Linked DNA regions of Pan troglodytes: region 1 is linked to region 2. The links are chromatin contacts, called in public Hi-C maps. All regions are on one chromosome and are shown on one strand. The core of a region is the stretch at or near the end of the contact, and the rest is flanking DNA. Distances in the headings are between cores, read along the strand shown.

Evidence for each region. A called contact is a pair of places that touch in the nucleus more often than the background predicts.
Region 1: a Hi-C map of stem cell-derived neural progenitor cells shows a contact between it and region 2, with 4 times the contacts expected there. The contact joins two enhancer-like sites. A contact is called at or near these places in 3 of 7 Hi-C or Micro-C datasets (induced pluripotent stem cells and stem cell-derived neural progenitor cells) and 1 of 1 other capture datasets (stem cell-derived neural stem cells).

What each region holds. Positions count from the first base shown.
Region 1 is chr14:102,967,724-102,971,051 of NHGRI_mPanTro3-v2.0_pri, forward strand. It overlaps MBNL2 (muscleblind like splicing regulator 2), which reads left to right. Exons shown (of 8, transcript XM_054665484.2): 7 at 505-599. Among named protein-coding and RNA genes, the nearest start is that of RAP2A, 66 kb to the right of the region's middle. Within about 2 kb of position 1,323, at least 10 of the 24 cell types and tissues checked have an H3K27ac peak or open chromatin away from gene starts, as enhancers often do. A contact at or near this core is called in stem cell-derived neural progenitor cells and stem cell-derived neural stem cells, where this site is marked.
Region 2 is chr14:102,712,569-102,715,611 of NHGRI_mPanTro3-v2.0_pri, forward strand. No RefSeq gene overlaps it. Among named protein-coding and RNA genes, the nearest start is that of MBNL2, 28 kb to the right of the region's middle. Within about 2 kb of position 1,328, at least 8 of the 24 cell types and tissues checked have an H3K27ac peak or open chromatin away from gene starts, as enhancers often do. A contact at or near this core is called in stem cell-derived neural progenitor cells and stem cell-derived neural stem cells, where this site is marked.

The sequences.
Region 1 (3,328 bases), core at 73-2,572, 260 kb after region 2:
AGCAGTCCTAAATTGAAAAAAAAAATTCAATTTAACCATAATTCCAAAGAACATCCTATCCCAAATTAGGTCTCCATATGGAGACTTGGATGTCTCAGAGTTTATGATTAAAAGTGATGATCACATATTCTTACTTCACTGGACATCACCTTTCACAATTTTAGAAACAACCATTATTGCATACACTGTATACACTGAATTGGGAATGGATCTATTATTAGAAATAAAATGTTTATAAATACATCAACCAAAGTAATCTGCTTTGGCCTTTCTGGGAATCACTGATTATGTTTTAAAACTTCCTTTAATTGTACTTGTAATAAGCTATTTTCCCTTTTTTATTTCTCTCCCATGCTTCCTTGCTTTGCATTGTGATTGCATGCCATCTGCTGGTTTAACCCATGATGGCTTGCTGCTCTGATATTCACCATGCCAAAATACCACTTCTATTACCATAATGCTACACCCTCCTGTTCATTGCTCCCATGGTTCCCCTCCTGAAAGTACCCATGATGCACAGCGCTACGTCCGCCACTGTCTCTGCAGCAACAACTCCTGCAACAAGTGTCCCCTTCGCAGCAACAGCCACAGCCAATCAGGTTTGCTCCTTTTAAAGCTTTCTTTCACAAATCCCAAACTCTAAATGAGTGCTGATATTTAAAAAAAAAATTCTCGGTGAGAATTTTTTTTTCATGTTTATCCATCAAATTTTATTTTTTTAATTAGTTTATAGCAAGCATTTACAGACAGGTTGCACTTATTTAGAGTTAACATTTACTGCAAATAATGATGTAGCTATGTTTTGTGTTGCACTGTTTGTTTTCGTACCTAATATTGTGTAATTAACCTGACAGGCTTAAATTCCTTTTAGTACAGCATTACCTATCCAGTGGTTTGTGAATGGCCACATAAAAATTGTAGACGCACACCCATGGGTGCTTCAAAACTGGCTGTATTTTAATTCGGTTCATTCAGACCCTATCATCTGTGTGGAGGAAAAAAATCTCCTCTTAGAAAGAGTCATATTTGAGGCCTAAGTGTCATGTTTGAGGTCTGAATAATTCTTATGATCATTTGACCTCAGTCTTAGGTTCTGCCAAACTCACTTGGTTCCTACCTTACAATCTGCTCCAATACTGGCCTAAGAGCCAAACCATCCGGAATGAAGAGTCATGGGTGCCGCTGAACTCACAAAGGCTGGATATAACTGATGAGGAGCATTTAACTCTGTTGGTTTAATGCATGTGCCAGTGAGACCATGGATGTACTATTTCGTAGTGACAGCCAGCTGCTATTTCCTACTCTGTGGTCACAAGCTGACTGTATCCGTGACCCTAGCCTCCCAACTTGCAAACATGTGCTCCTAGCCACAAGGAGACAGCGTGAGGGTGAGTGAGCAGAAACTCTCACCTCGCCTGGAAGAATACTTCATTGCGCATGCCCTCCCTTCACAGAAGAACAATTTTGGTTTGGTTTTTAGTTTCATGGGTTTTTAAAAATAAAATCAGCTCTGCTAATAAAAGATGACAAGGGATAAAAGAAATTAGGGGAAATCGTGTTGGGGGATCACGGCAGTCCCAACCCGCATTCTGCAGGCTGGGAGGGCTGAGTCATGCTGCTTTCCACATTCAAGTGAATCCACGATTCCAGCTCTGCAGGTTTCATCCCTACAAAGAGAGGCGTGAGTGGACAGGAATGCAGGAATAAAAGTTAAACCCCGTGACAGTGCTGACTGTGGCCTCAGCATTGTGACAGAACAGGAGAGAGCAGAGAGTGGGGGAGGGAGGGGAGGCCGAACAGCAGTGCAGAGGCAGGTGTCAATCAACTGTGGACGATTCTTCAGCAATTCACTCCCACCTCTAAAATGCCAACCTGTCCTCTAAGGAAAGCCAACCCAGCTTCGAAACAAACAGAACAAAGAACAGGCAAGGATTAGTTCCTTAGCTGGGAAGATGATGATTATTATTATTATTTAATGTGGGATGGGAGAAGGGAGTGAGACTGTTGGCATCTTTCCATTATTAGGTCCAAAGCTCTTCTCAATCACTCATTCTTAATAGGGAAGCTGGATACCTGTTTCTTTCAAGTCTGAAGTCCTGCCTCCTTGAACTATGTTTATGTGATTTTTGACCCAATTTTTATTACAAAGTCCTTTTATAAAAAAACAAGTTTGGACTGAGTGCAGTGCCTCATGCTTGTAATCCCAGCATTTTGGGAAGCCGAGGGAGGAGCATCACTTGAGCCCAGGAGTTGGAGACCAGCCTGAGCAACATGGTAAAATCTGGTCTCTACAAAAATATGAAAAAAATTAGCCAGGCACGGGGTGCCATACACCTGTAGTCCCAGCTACTTGGGAGGCTGAGGTGGGAGGATCACCTGAGCCTGGGGAGGTCGAGGCTGCAGTGAGCCATGATCATGCCACTGCACTCTAGCCTGGGTGACAGAGTGACACCCTGTCTTAAAATAAAATAAAATACAAGTTTGAAGTATAATATAGCAGTATTTGTTACAGTGAAATTCTATATGATAAGTTTAGCCTTTTGGGCACTTAGAGATCTTTTTTAAGAAAGGAAAAGAAGCCAAGATAAAGAAATAGTTTGGAGTTGTAGGATAAATTTTTTTAGCATAATAAATATTTGACCATGTGTCATATATATTGTTCAAGCCTAGTGATTCTTTGGCTCCATTTAGTAGAAAAAAAACTTTGAGAGAGAGATTCCATAGGTATATTCAAGTTTGTGTGTGTGTGTGTGTGTGTGTGTGCGTGTATGTGTGTGTGTAGGGAGGCAGAGGTTGGAAGCATGGAATATTCAGAAGCTAAAATATATCACTTTCAGGCAGGGTGTGAGTGGAAAAGGAAATAAGTTGAGGTTTCAACTTCTTTCATTGCAAGCATAGCTGAACTTTGATTTCAATTTAATCCAAAGAAATGTAATTAAAGGAGTACCTGACAGTAGCTTCAAGAATCCTATATTCAGTGTTTTGCAGTTTATCAGATGTAATAGTTGCTGCTGGATTGCACTTAAATGATGAAGAGAAATCCTTTAGCAGCTCTTAATGCAGGTCTGCTTGCAGATGAAAACCATGGAAAAATAAATAATAGTGAACACAAATTTCCAGATATGATATTCTTTATGTATTTTCAATAAGTTTCAAAGAGCAAAGCATCAACAAAAGACCTTGGCAATTATTTTAGCATCCAGTCATAGGAAACCCAGGGCTTGTTAATGACTGAAATAACAAGTTATCATCTTGTTAAGATTTCACTCTTTAAACTCAAATAGAATCATACCCACGTGGATTATGTAAGTCATTTAAACATAATGAA
Region 2 (3,043 bases), core at 78-2,577:
AATGGCATCTCTTAAATACTGAGTTAATTAAAGAAAGGGCACAATCTACAGAAACCCATTCTATCAAGTTCTGCCTCAGAGAACGCCCGTTAGCCTGACATAGGATGTTTCCTTAGTGTTGTCGTTGCCTGTTGTTGGGCCCTCCAGACAAGCTCAGCGCCGTAGTGGCTCCATGTTCGAGCTCTGTTTTGTAAGCCATCTAGCATTTCGCTTCCAAGGGTGGAAGGCTGGAGTGGCAGAGGAGCTGAGAAATGTAATATCAGCCAGTGAGAAATGCAGACTGGAACCTGAACCGTCTTTGGTTCACATAGTCTTGGTTGAAATGATGTGGTCATTTATCTCGATGGATGTTTGTCCTACTCAAGACAGTTTCTTCCTAAACCAGGGCAAGACTTTCCCCCTCCCCTCCTTTCTCCACTTCTCTTCTTCCATCCCCTCAGCATTGAATCCTTCCAGTGCCCAGGAATTCCTCCAGATCCTATACGTTCCAGAAACAGGCAACCTCCTGCTCATTCAAGGAATGCTGGAATTTAATACTGTCTGTGCCACCTTTTTTTTGCCCTGAATGATGAATGAGTGAATGAATGAATGAATCACATAGAAAACACCTTGTCGTTTCAACTTAATTCTGAAAATACATTCAAATGTATTTTTGTGCTTTTTGCTGAGTTTCTACCTGAAACAGCTGCCCATCCTTTTCACACCATTGGCAGTTTCGTGTGATTTTATTTTTTCCCTTCCTCAGATTTCCTGGTTACTTTTTTTTTCAAAGCATGAAGCTGTAAAAAGAGTGTGGGATTTGGAACTGGGCTGCCTGCATATTAGTCCCAGCCTTGCCCCCGACTCGCTGACAAACCCTGAGCATGCCACTCACCCTGTGAGCCTCAGTTTCCCCACCAGTGAACGGAGACCCAGCCAAGCTCCCGCGAGTTCTGTGAGGATGTACAAAAAAGAGCTTTGAAAAGGTGACATGCAGATGACTCTCTTTCTTTTCTTTTCTCTTTCTTTCTTTCTCTCTCTCTCCCTCCCCACCTCCCTCCCTTCCTCCCTCTCTCTCTCTTTCTCTCTCTTTCTTTCTTTCTCTTTTCTTTCTTTTCCTCTACTGTGTCATCTCCATTTGCTTTCTCTAATGTTCTTCTCTTTTCTCTCCTGAAAACTGGCATTTCAAAAACTGTTGCTGTTGCAATGAGTACTTGCCTTTTAAAAATCTTCAAGTTGCTAAGCAGCGTCAGCCCCCCCTTCCCCTTTTGTGCAGCCTGGTTGCCATAGTATCATCTGAGCATGGTAACAAGAGGCAAAGAGCAATCATTTTTCACTAAATAGGGCTGGGCAGACAGATAAACATGCTGCAGTGTTTCCTTACAACCTGTCTCGAGGAAGGGGGGATGCTGCTCTGTAGTACACAACTCTGTTGCTTTCATCAGCCGCTACCTTGGTTTCCTGTTGGCTGAGAGCGGCTCTCCTCACCTGTAGCTCCTGGCATGTCATCCCACCCCTGGCACAGCACTTCCTAAAAAAGGCTTTTGAAGGGATGCTGCTGCTACTCCCTTATTTGTAGCTATTTAGGGCTAAATGCAGACTCAGATCCTTCTCAGATAGTTGCTAAACATAGAACATTGAGTGTGAATCAGTACTGTGCCTAAAGTTTCTTGTGTCGTAGCAGGTTTGGAGAAGATAATTAATAAACGTCATCGGAGTGACATCAAAGGGTGTTCTTCAAAAAATGGAAGAGGTTAAGAGAGAGATGAAAATAAAGAACCTACTTGAAATCTAACATGTATTTGAGAAATTTAAATCCAGATTCCTGTTCTTCAGCTCACAAGATCAGATACATGATTAGCAAGGTTATGAACTGAAGCACGGGGCAGAGAGGGAAGTTTTTCCCCTTGGTCCATGTAGGCAGGGAATGTCCACAGGTATGGGTTGACTCATTAAAATACGGAGACATTTCCCTATGCATTGGTGCTGCTCTAGTGCACAGTGTCCTCTTAGTGCCCGGCCACCCTCACTCCAACCCCAGGACCCTAGGGGGTCCCCACAACCCACTGTCAAAGGGTTAAGGCTGGCACAGCATGGGGTTCTCCAGGAGCCTGCAATACCCCCACCCCAGCCCCTAGATCTGAGGCCAGCAACTATTCTGATGAGTCAGGGTCACTGCCTTACTCCCTTGTTAAGTCTTAGGAATATCAGCTCCTAAAGCTACCCACATGTACGCCTAACCTTTTTCTAAATAAGTCCATTTTTCTTGTGGAAGCAAAATTTACTCTTCCAGATTAAGCCATCAGCGGAGTGTGCCGCCCTCTGCAGACACCCAGCCCTCTTTGGGAAGACATTCCCTTTGAACTTGGGTCGCAGGATTGAGATGAACAAGCACTGTCACCCCTACTCTCATGCTCGACTGCCCCATGACAATGACACAATTGCCAGGCAGCTGCTTAAAATGAGGAGCTCACTCCATGGCTTCAGGGGGCTGTGTGTGTCGATCCTCTGAGCTGATTTCCCTACATCTTAAACATGCATGGCTCAGAGGGACCTACAAAGAGGCCTTTTCAGGCAAGGGCAGGGCTATCCCCAGACTCCTTTAAACAAATCAACTTCTCCCTTAAAGCGGAACCAAGTTTCCCCTTCCATGAGTTTTCCAGGACCTTTCCTATTCTTGTGTTTAACAGTTTCTGCCCTTCTTCCTTCCTGCTGGAAGCCACGTCAGGGCTAATAAAATGTCTTGTCAGAGGAATCCTGGAACCCAGGAAGGGAGAGAAGAGATTCCGCAATCTGCACTGGCCAGGCAGGAGCCTCCGACATCAGAGACAGACGGCATCCATCCAGCGTCTCTCAGAAGGAACTGCAGCTGCCTCCCTCAGTTACCCCACCCAGGGTCTGCTGAGCCTTGCTCGAGGAAAGTGCTCTGTGATGTCTAAGGAATGCCTCGTGGAAGTCTGATTTGCTTTTGTCTGGACTTGGGAGGAAGCAGAGGTTAGCTGTCAGAGTGCCCTGTATGTATGCCCTTCTGAATCCCAGCTTTCTCGACTCACCCACCTTATTC